Regions from separate parts of the Mus musculus genome. Here all the other regions are linked to region 2. The links are chromatin contacts, called in public HiChIP or PLAC-seq and promoter capture Hi-C maps. All regions are on one chromosome and are shown on one strand. Each heading gives the region's core, a stretch centred on a gene start, on an enhancer-like site or on the middle of the called end of the contact. The rest is flanking DNA. Distances are from core to core; before and after follow the strand shown. Region 1 has its middle 15 kb from the start of 1700101I11Rik. Region 2 holds the start of Magohb (mago homolog B, exon junction complex core component). Region 3 holds the start of Clec1a (C-type lectin domain family 1, member a). Region 4 holds the start of Clec9a (C-type lectin domain family 9, member a).

Region 1 (2,700 bases), core at 165-2,664, 1.7 Mb before region 2:
ATTTCCAACTCCCTTTGCAGTGCCATGCAAAGTCTTGGCTTTTGTAGGAGCATATATAGAAATTGTGCTAGCGAACAATAAACTCATCTTTAGCAATAAGTCATGGGGTAAATAATGTACTGACTATAGTACTAGGGGGATGGCCAGTATTTTCAAAGTACTTGTGTTGAATCCACGGGGTTGAGTATAAACCCAAGCCTCCCTGCACAGTGCATGATGGATCCTCACGATGGTCAAGGCATATTTGGATGTTTCAGTTAGTGTGTGTGAGTTTTAAAAGGGGAAAAGGTTGACCCCACTAAATGTTTCAATTTCCTTTTGTGATGTCCCTTTCCCCTGGAATGGTTGTGTTTGATGTCATAAATACCTCAGGTTATTTTATATCAACAGCCAGCCCTCTTCTACTGTTCCATGTATGGACTGTCTGTCTTTGTCCCATGTGCCCAATGAGTTCTACAGGAGGATCTCTGCACGAGGATTTTGGACAACCTCAAATGATATAGTAGTTATAGTTATTCTACCTTAGTATAAAAACCCAGGCTTGGATTAGGGGCTGCCTCCTCAGACCCAGGCTGCTCCTGTCTCCACTCCTCATCAACTGGCCACAGTCCTCATTCAAGACAGCTTCCTTGGTCATGTGATCATAGACAGGAAGTGATCAAGGACTTGGTCATGTGATCATAGAGAGGAAGTGATCAAGGACTTGGTCATGTGATCATAGAGAGGAAGTGATCAAGGACTGATGAACTTTTTCTTAATGGTCTCTGAAGATTCTAAGGAATTCCCTTGCGTCTTCTGTATAGAACTTATCAACACTGCATATAATGTAAACATGTATTACTTATATAATACATATGTACACATGTATAATATGTTATATAAAATATATAATACAGATATATATATCTAATACATATTAAATATAGAGATAGATCTATATATTTCCTTATTTCCTCCAATAATCTCTTGGAAATTGTACAAATTACATTTTAGTTAAGCCGCTGCAGCCTGTCTCATACTTCAGTCAAAGCTTTCTTGTAGTTTTTTCACATTTTTCATTTTTTTTTAACCCAAATTATATCTTAGTTTTGCAAGGCCTGGGACAGTGTGTTCTTTGCCTCTGCGGTTCTGGCAACTGGAGATGTGTAGGAGCCAATGACTCTCAGAGAAAAGCAGGAGTAAATGAGCAGGTGAATTCACTTGCTTTCTGAGCACAGCTGCTTTAGTTTTTCACGTTGCTGTGTACTCTCCATTAAATATTAAGCTCTAGTTGTTCTATCAGAGAATACTTACTTCTTCAAAACAATTTTGAAATGTGTTAATTTTTCATCATTGTAACAAAACACTGGAGCTGCATCAACTACAACCACGAAGCTGACTGAAAGAGGAAGCAGCCAAGGGCCCAATAACTCTTTCAAAAGTGTACTGCCACTGACTTAATACCTCACTTTTGAACATTGGAAAACTTCCCAATAGTGCCTCAGGCTGGGTCGAAGGCATGTTTATTTCATGGGCAGTTAAGATCTAAGTGCTAACATTCTGTTCCTGTCCCTAAAGGCTCATGTCTGGGTCACAATACATATATATGACATGTGGTCCATCCTTGAGTTTCCCCAAATCTTAACAGTTCCTCCACAGATCAAAAGCCCTTGTTCTACTCCCCTGAGTCTCAAGGAGAACTCAGCTGTGACTCTTCATAAAGAAGAAAAAAAGGGAATTTATATCCTTACAAGATAAAATTGACAGTGTTTGTTCTCAAAGGAAGAAAAATGGGGAAATAATGAAAAGCTAACCCAAAGCAAGATTTAAATCCAATAGGGCAAACATTGAGCCCTATATCTCCATGCCCAGCATATGGGATTCATGGTGCTTTAATGTGGGCTCCAAAGGCATGGACAGTTTACCCCTATAATTCTACAGGATGCCTCCCTCAGAGATGGCATTCTTGGCCTGGCTCTGTTCACTGCCCATGCTTTTCCTGGTGGGCATTTCAAGTTCCTGTCACCTCTAACTCCCAGAGGTGTCCACTGTACCTTTGACCTCATTTACTGAGCTTTATAAGTCTTCATAAAGACCTCAGTGGACACATGGAAGAGTGCACATTGCCCTCCCAGGCTTTCCTTTGAGTTCCCAGTGGAACCCTGACTCATTTTTTTTTTTGCCATTGTGATACAATATTAAATAAATGAATTAAATTTATTCATTAATTACATGGCAATAAATTGAAGTTTTAAAATTCACATGGTCAGTTTATTGTAGGGCCACTAGAAGTCCCAGCTACTTTTTACGAATTACAATACTAATTTGTAGGAGGCATGCATTTGCTTGTGGTCACAGGCAGCACAGGTGCACAAAGAGCATCAGGAACGTTCAACAAAAGGGCTTGTCTCTTCAAAGAGAGATGTATAACCCCTTTTCCTTTCAGAAGGCTGGGAACCAGACAAGTAATAGCCTGCTGTCCTCTGCACTGTCTGTATGGCCAGGGCACACTGGCTCCCCAGACCTTATCTTGGCCCTGTTAATCTCAATCTGTAGTTATCTCCTTTTCCAGACTCTCATCATATACTTTGTTTACATTGAATCTCTTTTCTTAGTTCATCTATAGAACCCACGTTTATGGCAAATATCACTTGTACTTTACAAGGGTTTTTGATGCAGGGAAGCCTAAAGCTTTGCTGTGTACACAAGACTGAGTTAAAT
Region 2 (2,700 bases), core at 192-2,691:
CAAGTGACGTAAGTAGATGCTGAACCTTGGGTGCTTTCCTCCTGGATTTCTTACAGCCACTGTTGCAGGGCTTTTCAATAGTTCATTAGCAGACATCGTCTTCTTTAGAGTTACTAAAATGCTTTAAGATTCTGCTAGCTTGTTGGGACCAAAAACAGAGGGACAGGGGCTCAGTCCAGCAGTATCAATATTTTTTTACAATAACCAATTTGAAAGCACTCAGATTGGCATTCATAATATATCAAGAACAGACCTGCAATTCCTCTCTCCAGCTCTCCTTGGTCTATAGAAGTATGCCCCTTACTCAACAGCAGGTACACTCTGCTCTGGGTCAAGAAGCCTTGTTTTGTGGGAAAAGCTTGTTTGTCATTCCCCCAGTCCTTGGTTGTGACTGGGACCACACAACACTTCCCCTCTTCACCCAGAGCATCAGCGGCTACCCCTGTGGCCATTTGCTTCTTGCTGAAAGTATGAAGTTTGTATTGATTGTCCCCTTGAAAGAGTTCTGACAGCTGGTGGCTAGGAAGGAGATTTTCAGACTCATTTAGACAAGGCTGGCCGACTGCCTAGGAGGTGGCACAAAAAGAGCTTCTAGGAGCATTTCCACTGACTCCCTTACCTTTGGCCATCATCCACTAGTGAAGAACTGTATTTCAAACCTGACACATACCACATTCCTGTGTTCAGACACGGGGCTCCTCCCCTATAAAGCAGCTTTAACACATACCATGAATGAACGAGTAGGCCAAAGAGGTCACCTAAAGATTCCATGCATCCTCTGGAGTATCACTTGATAATTCTGTTAACACTCCCGGAGCACAGGTTCTCTGCTCTAAGTTTCCGATTCCTATATGTTCAACTTTTCAGGAGTGGCAGAATTCGCTTTTCTGAATTACTTTACAGCATTTTTTTCCCTCTCACAAACATAACCCATGTCTGCTCTCACAAATACAGCACAAGCCTGCTACAAAAGCAAAGTCTTCCAATGTTGGAATGAAACCCTTCAAGCCCTTCTGGGAGTCTGGGGCATGGTGACACGCCTGTCATCCCAGCATCCCAGAGGCTGAAGCAGGAGGATCGTGAGTTCGAGGGCGGCTTGGACTACACAACAAGGCCCTTTCTCAAAACTAAACAAGTAAATTGAAATAAAGAAGAAAGGAAACACACACACACACACACACACACACACACACACACACACACACACACACACGCTGAAACCCGCTCCCTGGGCGGCTCGCCCTCCCTCGCAGCCCCTCCGCCGCTCACCGTCCGGCCGAAACTCGAACTCCAAAAACTCGTGCCCAAACTTGCCCTTATGCCCGACGTAGTAGCGAAGGTAGAAATCACTACCCATAGACATTTTTACCCTCGGTAAAGCCCGCTATACCGCGGGGCCAACGTGCCGCCGGCGCGAGGTAGTGACGTCACGGGCGCAGGCAAAGCGCGTCACCAAGGGCGCGTTTACTCCGGTAGGGAACGAAATCCCGGAAAACTGAAGAGGAAGCAAGAGACCCCCAAGAGAACTGAAGGTTCGCATTGGAGCCACCACGATCTCGAGCGCTTTTTTTTTTTTTTTTTTCTTTTTTTGGAAAAGATTTTCATGTCTTCGATTTTTACGTTTTAACTCTGTGACGATGTTATACACGTACATGATGAATTTTAGTCGCTCCCACCATGTTATCTTCTCTCATCCCTTCTCCGCTGAACCAGTCTTACCAATAAGCCCTCCTGTACGTTTACGCCTTGTTTTTGTCTGGGTTGAGGGGAGGCTCACCGAGTTTAATAAGGGTGGCTTGCATGAGCGCGTTGGTGGATACAAAGTCCCGGATTTCATTTTGGCATTCTATATTTTGGTTGAGCCACACTCCACCTCTTCCTCATCTACTGCCCCCAACCCTTGGGCCCAAATTATTCCCGCTGCACTTTCTTGTTAAATGTATCCTGTTACACTTCCCACTCTATTTCTTTAACCTACACTCAGTATCCTCTCTGGTTTAATAACCTACACTCACTAGCACATAAATACACTCATACAAAAGCTAAAATTCTATACAAGATTTGTCTTAATACTTCATCATTACCTCACTATAATAATTGCCAGATTTGTCCGTTTTCCTGTATATTTTATCTTAGCAAAGAAATAGCTAGGGATTTTGTTTCTTTGTTTTCTTCTCGTTTGTTTAAATGGGCTTGGAAGGAACAGATGTAAAACCACTTTTACTTTCGAGTTGCCCTATGCTATAGGTGTGTCTTTTTCTGAGTTTTGAACTAAGGTTTACAAGCTGTACTTATTGTGGGTATCTCTGATCTCGAAGCACATTGTAAAGTGGGGTGTGACTCTACTTCCTGAAACTGGTGAACTGAGAAAAGATACATTCCGGTGGCAACCAGAACACAATCTACCAGAGTCCCTTTTGGTAATACTTCAAAATTTCCAGTAGCTAACAGCCCAGACGGAGACACAGAGTAAAATGAATCTGTCTGGTGGGAGTTTGATGTTTAAATAGCACATGAAACTGAAAAGTCCAGATAGTCATCATAGAAGAGTTTTTCATAGTATACTACAACTCATGAGTCACTAAGGGTTAATGGTTAGTACCCTATATATTTGCAGGGCTAGGTCACAGTTCTCAACAGTTTGAGTTGGAAAAATACGGAACATCCAAGTGTAGTCTTGAAGAGCACAAAATGACAGTG
Region 3 (2,700 bases), core at 21-2,520, 1.8 Mb before region 2:
GTATGATTTAATAATTTCAATATTTTTAAATAAAAGAGCAAAGGGGGACAGAATATGCTGGTGCCTGCTTATAACCCAGCTACTGAGGAAACAGTGATAGGAAGGTCACAGGTTTGAGGCCAGTAGACAACTTAGGAAGATACTGTCTCCCACTGAATTAAACCAAGTCTACAGAGTAGCTCAGTTTTATGCTGTTCCTTCCAGAGGAAAACCCTAGGTTTAATCTCAGTCACAAATCCCAGAATTTCATACCTAAGGGGAAACGAAACATTAGGATTTACTTCCGATGTCCTTGATAAAACAAAGGGTGAAACCAATACCTGACTCTGACATGCCTCCTCCAAGATCTTGCAGATTCAAGATGCAGAGATTCGAACAAATACCCGAGTTAATTTGCCTCCTTGGAAATCTTTCCTTTAAAGTTAAGACTTCAAAACGGACAAAAAACGAAATGGTCATTTTTATTACCCTAAATTTCCAAATCCCATCGCAGGTGACAGTCCACATGGACAACAACAAGCTGGCCTGATTTGGCCTTTCTGAGAAAGGAAAAGGAAACAATGTTGCTTTAAGGTATTCACCATCTCTTCTTTCCATGCTGTCTCTAATTGGAAGGCTCACATTCTCTCCTTGCAAAATGCTAAGCCAGCAATACAGTGTTAGAGAATCAGACCCCCGTGTGTATGCTGGTTCCATTTTTCAAATGTTACATTCGTGTAGACAAGTTGTGCAAAGTGCAGTTACCTCTCACTGTAAGCTATGGGAAGATTCCCTCCCTTCACTCAGCCTTGCTCATGCCTAGGAAAAGTGCCTCATCTCACGATTTTCTCCAGAGCTCTGCTCTGCTTGGATTCGGGGAGACAGAAGCAAGTACCTGAGTGCCTGGGCTCTGCACGTCTGGTGACAGTGGAGGTTCCAGAATACAGGCTTATGGTGGTATCATCATCATCGAGCATGTCCCTTGTGCTGCTGTATTTGGCCTGCATCCTGATTCCTGCAGAGATGCCGGTGAGATGTGCTCAGATTGCTCGAGAGGCCGCCTGTCTACCCTCAGATACCTCAGGAAACCAGGCACTGAGAGGCATTCTTAATAGTCTTTCCCTGCAAGCAGCAAGGGAAGCCTCTGACTCCAGTTCCTGCATGGAGAGACCCGGCCCCTCCCCTCTGAGCCTGTATTCAGAATGCCAAGTTAGTCTGGCTGAGGGGAAATCGCGTGTTTCTGGCTGGGCGGTCTGTGAACAGTTATTAAAATATCCGCCTTTTACAGACCCTGTGTGTATCTGCTTACAAATCTTTCAGAGTTGCAAGGTGGGGATGTGATGACCCCTCCTAGTAGCACTGAAGGTCCTCTGAGTCTAAAGCATAATCAGAACTGGAATTTTTTTTTCCCCAGTATGCATCACAATCTGATTACTCACCTGTACCTTTGGGGAAGGAGGAGAGACTCTTCCTGTCTCCAAAGGCAGAGAGCAACGCATTATTCACTGGGTGTCCCGAAGCAGACCCCCTGAGAGCATCCCAATCGATTTTAGTTTTTTATTTTACTCAAAAAGAAAGTGAAAGCTATTTAGGTGAAGTGATTTCTTTGGAGGTCACATAGCTGGCTAGGGTACGATTAGCTCTGAAAGGTCACCCCTGTTGTCCACTTCATATCCTTTCTTCTTACAGTATTCGGACTTGGTTTAACATTTTATAGCGCACCAGGCACACTGTGATCACAAGCAATCCCATGCTTTATTAGCAGTCCCGATTTACAGCGCTGTTATTAACTACTATGCTGGGAAGACAACTAGCTGTGTGTTCCTATAGTTGTAAGATAAGAAATGAGAAAATTGTCTCGGTCTATGTCCAGCCTTACTCCTGAAGCAGAACAGTATAATCTATTATTTGTCATGTTTATGTGAGTGCGTTGGAATAACTGAATACCTGAGACCAGATCATTCATACAAAATGAAAAAAATGTTTCTCATATTTCTGACTCAAGATCAAAGTGTTGACAAATTCATTGTTGAGGGGAGGGATGCATTCTCTAAGAGAGATACTGTACCATCATATAGTGGAAAGTGTGCGGTCAGGCCAGTAAATCAATCTATCTATCTATCATCTATCTATCTATCTATCTATCTATCTATCTATCTATCTATCTATCTATCTATCTATCACATACATATCTAGTTTACACAACTTACACACAGACACATACATATACATGTATACACACATATATGTATATATGTATGTATATATATAGGTATATATGTATATATATGTACATATGTATATATATATACATACACATATATATATATGTACACACACACACACACACACACACACACACGAGTTATTGTACTCTCATCACTCTACCAAAGCTGTTCTATATAGGTAATGCCTGGATAAAATAAGCACACTAAATACCACCTAGGGTAGAAACAGAGTTAGAGCAGCCAGAGCCTATAAAAGACCACCAGAAACTACAGACTGTGAATTTTCTTTGTTTCAAGCTGAAAGTTATTCATCTAATTATTATAATTTTAAGATGAGGAATAACAAAAACCATTTATTGAATAATGACTGGTTGAAAAGTTGGAGATAAAAATGTTTCTTTTTGCTTTGGGTTAGGCATTGAAGGTCAAGGTATGTAAGGCACAGAGTGTAATGACATATTAAGAAGATATAAATGTTAAAACTTATAGAGTA
Region 4 (2,700 bases), core at 31-2,530, 1.9 Mb before region 2:
ATGTTGGCAGAATGTGCTAGTCCGTTTCCATTTGTCCCTAATGACCCCACCAGCTACTCCTTATGTCTCAGGAAGCTAAACACAAATGAATACATTTTCCGGGCAAACTGAGCCTCTGAGACACATGGGTTATGGTCAGAAGTATAATTCAGATCCCTTATGTGTCTTAGATTGATAAAACTTGATGATCTGTATACCAGCCCTTCGCTGTAGTGAGGCAGACCACGAAGTCCCAGTGAACATTCTCCTTACTGTTTTAGGCCATAGGGTGACAGCAGCCCTGTAGTACATATGTCAACATTGATCCCCTTCTTTCTTTCCTATTAACCTTTTCCAAAACTGTAGTCCTATTAGTAAGTTCCCTTATATCACCTCCTGAATGTGCCATTTGTGATGAAGAACGATTGATCCAGTGAGACTCTAAAAATAAATAAATAAATAAATAAAAGAACACAATTGAGAAATGACCTTTGGACATAAGGACAAGTAGCCTAGAAATAAATGGTGTCTAAGAGATCAGAGTTCTCAGTACAAATGCTGTAGTCACAGGATGTGCTGAAACTGGTCATCCATCCATTAAATAATTGATTCCTCCTGCAAGAGCAAAGTTACCTCTGGACAATGCTGCCAGGAAAACCCAACCTTCATGTCCAATATGGAAATGCAATGGATAGAGATGGCTGTGATTCCCAACACTCCCAGATTATGGCTTTCAAGAAGCAAGTGTGGGTTCTTCACCTTCTCTTTCCCTTTCCCATCATGGCTCCAATATTCCAGAAGATGAAAGAAACCCAGGCCCCTTTTGGGAGAACTAGTATCTCTGGGTACAAACTATGAGGGAGATCTAAATGTTGCCAGTGTTGACTGGTATTTTGAAGTTTACTTATAATAACAGTCAGTATTACCCTAATCAGCAGACTGATTGGAAATAAATTTAGGGATGAAATCTCTCCTAAGCTTTCTTGTTTGGAAATCCAAAAGCTATGTACAAGTTGATTTGTCTAGATTTAATGGCCTTTATCTTTATTCGCTGCATCATCTTTTTGCTTCATAGTTTATAGCAAATAGAAGTCCATACTGTGCAGCTTACCTCCAGCATCTGATACTATGTGGAAAGCAGAGCAACAGTTTAATTTGGTAGTAGCTATTTTGAGCTCAATAATTCTCATTTCTTCATTATTGAGTTATGTTTCAGTATAAGCTTCAAAAGTTCCACTTTCTGGATGATGAACATCCTTTAATCCCTGTTGCATTTTACCACTGTGAAAAAGTAGCCAGTTCCATTTCTTGTACCAACCTACTCCTAACTACAACCGAAGTTCTTTGTGCCAGGCTCCTATGTAGACTGCTTCACCACTCCAAGCACCTTCAGCATGCATGCGGAAGAAATATATACCTCTCTTCAGTGGGACATTCCTACCTCAGAGGCCTCTCAGAAGTGCCAATCCCCTAGCAAATGTTCAGGTAATAAATTTAGAATGCTTAGTTGAAAACTATAATTTTTTTCTGTTTGTATACTGTGATAAAACCAAGTGTTTCTCCTAATCTGAGATAACCTCTTTAGCATATTCTAGTGTGCCTGACACATTCGTCAGCATGGAGGAGTAAGTGAAGGGCACTCAGATCAGGAAATGAGATATATTCTCTCAATTTGCAAAAAGTAAAAGAAATCATACCACTTAAATTATTTTAGCTTTTACTTAAAACAGGCAGCAAATTATCTGAAAAATAGTAAGAAATGTTGAAAAACTAGGAAAAAATGTCTTCAGCTGATGCAGTTATGTTTTTAGTATTTGATAATTGTTTCTACATCTTATGCTACCTTTTATTTTTACAACTCTACAGTGCAAAAAGATTTGCAAATATATGTTTTTGTGTATTTTTATTGTCACTTCTTTAATTCATCAACTAGGTGTCATACATAACCTCATACAACAAATAATTAGGTGGGCTTAAAAAGCATTTTATTATATTTTCCCAAGTAGTTTCATTAATTAGTCTTTAGTATCGACTTGTTACAAATTAACTAAGTGAAGCTAACTTTCCTAAATCAGATCTCTAATATAGTATTAGCTTCAGAATATCTTTTGTCACATAAAACACCATTTCAAGGTTTCAGGGATGACCCAGAGTCATCTCAGGCAAGACATTATCAGGCCTATTAAAATATGTAAGGACAATTTTTTATTAGTATGAATAATGTAATAAGCCAAATAACTCACTTTTCTTCCTGGACGAATTGTATAATTAGCCGGAAATGTTTGTTCATTTTTCTAAATTACTCATTAAAATTAAAAATACTTCAATGAATCATGTTCAAGAGATGCTGAAAACAGGTAAGAGAGTCTTCATGTTAAGAATAGAAGGTTTTCTGGTTGGTATGAATGAGATTATTGAAAAATACTAGATAGGTAGACAGACAGATAGACAGATGGAATTAATTTTTAAAATCACAATAGTGTACATTAGGATTGAAGAGAGGTGTTATTAAGTCTATTGTATTTGGTATTTTCCAAGTCAGATATAGCCCATGCTATAAGGTTCATCTGAGAGAATTTAAGCAAAGATTTTCTTAGAGTTTCAAATCTTTGCATTTCTCCAGTAGGAAGGCCCAATCCTTCCACTTATCCTGACATTATTACACCTTGAAAATACTTTCTCTAACTCATGTCATTGCCTGATTTCACATTCAGGAGCATG

Evidence for each region. Promoter capture Hi-C pulls out the DNA fragments that hold promoters and counts their contacts. HiChIP or PLAC-seq counts read pairs in DNA pulled down with a chosen protein or histone mark.
Region 1: a contact with region 2 is called in an H3K27ac HiChIP or PLAC-seq map of acute myeloid leukemia, with 22 times the contacts expected there. The contact joins the enhancer-like site here to the promoter of Magohb in region 2. A contact is called at or near these places in 8 of 39 promoter capture datasets (the C10 cell line, the HPC-7 cell line, cranial neural crest and 5 more), 1 of 15 datasets of contacts at CTCF or cohesin (large pre-B cells), 5 of 484 Hi-C or Micro-C datasets (cortical neurons, muscle stem cells, uterus and 1 more), 6 of 115 datasets of contacts at active chromatin or transcription factors (acute myeloid leukemia, embryonic forebrain, embryonic limb bud and 3 more) and 2 of 9 other capture datasets (adipose tissue and liver).
Region 3: a contact with region 2 is called in a promoter capture Hi-C map of embryonic stem cells, with 5 times the contacts expected there. The contact joins the promoter of Clec1a here to the promoter of Magohb in region 2. A contact is called at or near these places in 3 of 39 promoter capture datasets (cranial neural crest, embryonic stem cells and hematopoietic stem and progenitor cells) and 1 of 115 datasets of contacts at active chromatin or transcription factors (pro-B cells).
Region 4: a contact with region 2 is called in a promoter capture Hi-C map of pre-B cells. The contact joins the promoter of Clec9a here to the promoter of Magohb in region 2. A contact is called at or near these places in 14 of 39 promoter capture datasets (the 3T3-L1 cell line, 3T3-L1-derived adipocytes, the C10 cell line and 9 more), 1 of 484 Hi-C or Micro-C datasets (B cells), 2 of 115 datasets of contacts at active chromatin or transcription factors (acute myeloid leukemia and astrocytes) and 4 of 9 other capture datasets (adipose tissue, embryonic stem cells, liver and 1 more).

The regions. Positions count from the first base shown.
Region 1 is chr6:129,546,812-129,549,511 of GRCm38.p6, forward strand. No RefSeq gene overlaps it. Among named protein-coding and RNA genes, the nearest start is that of 1700101I11Rik, 15 kb to the left of the region's middle. Within about 2 kb of position 1,415, at least 16 of the 459 cell types and tissues checked have an H3K27ac peak or open chromatin away from gene starts, as enhancers often do. A contact at or near this core is called in the HPC-7 cell line, acute myeloid leukemia, adipose tissue and 2 more, where this site is marked.
Region 2 is chr6:131,291,803-131,294,502 of GRCm38.p6, forward strand. Magohb (mago homolog B, exon junction complex core component) reads right to left here and starts at 1,442. Exons shown (of 5, transcript NM_025564.2): 1 at 1,270-1,442. The coding sequence starts at 1,363.
Region 3 is chr6:129,450,730-129,453,429 of GRCm38.p6, forward strand. Clec1a (C-type lectin domain family 1, member a) reads right to left here and starts at 1,271. Exons shown (of 6, transcript NM_175526.3): 1 at 875-1,271. The coding sequence starts at 986.
Region 4 is chr6:129,407,582-129,410,281 of GRCm38.p6, forward strand. It overlaps Clec9a (C-type lectin domain family 9, member a), which reads left to right and starts at 1,281. Exons shown (of 7, transcript NM_001205363.1): 1 at 1,281-1,464; 2 at 2,694-2,700. The coding sequence starts at 1,374. It also overlaps a transcript of Clec12b not described here.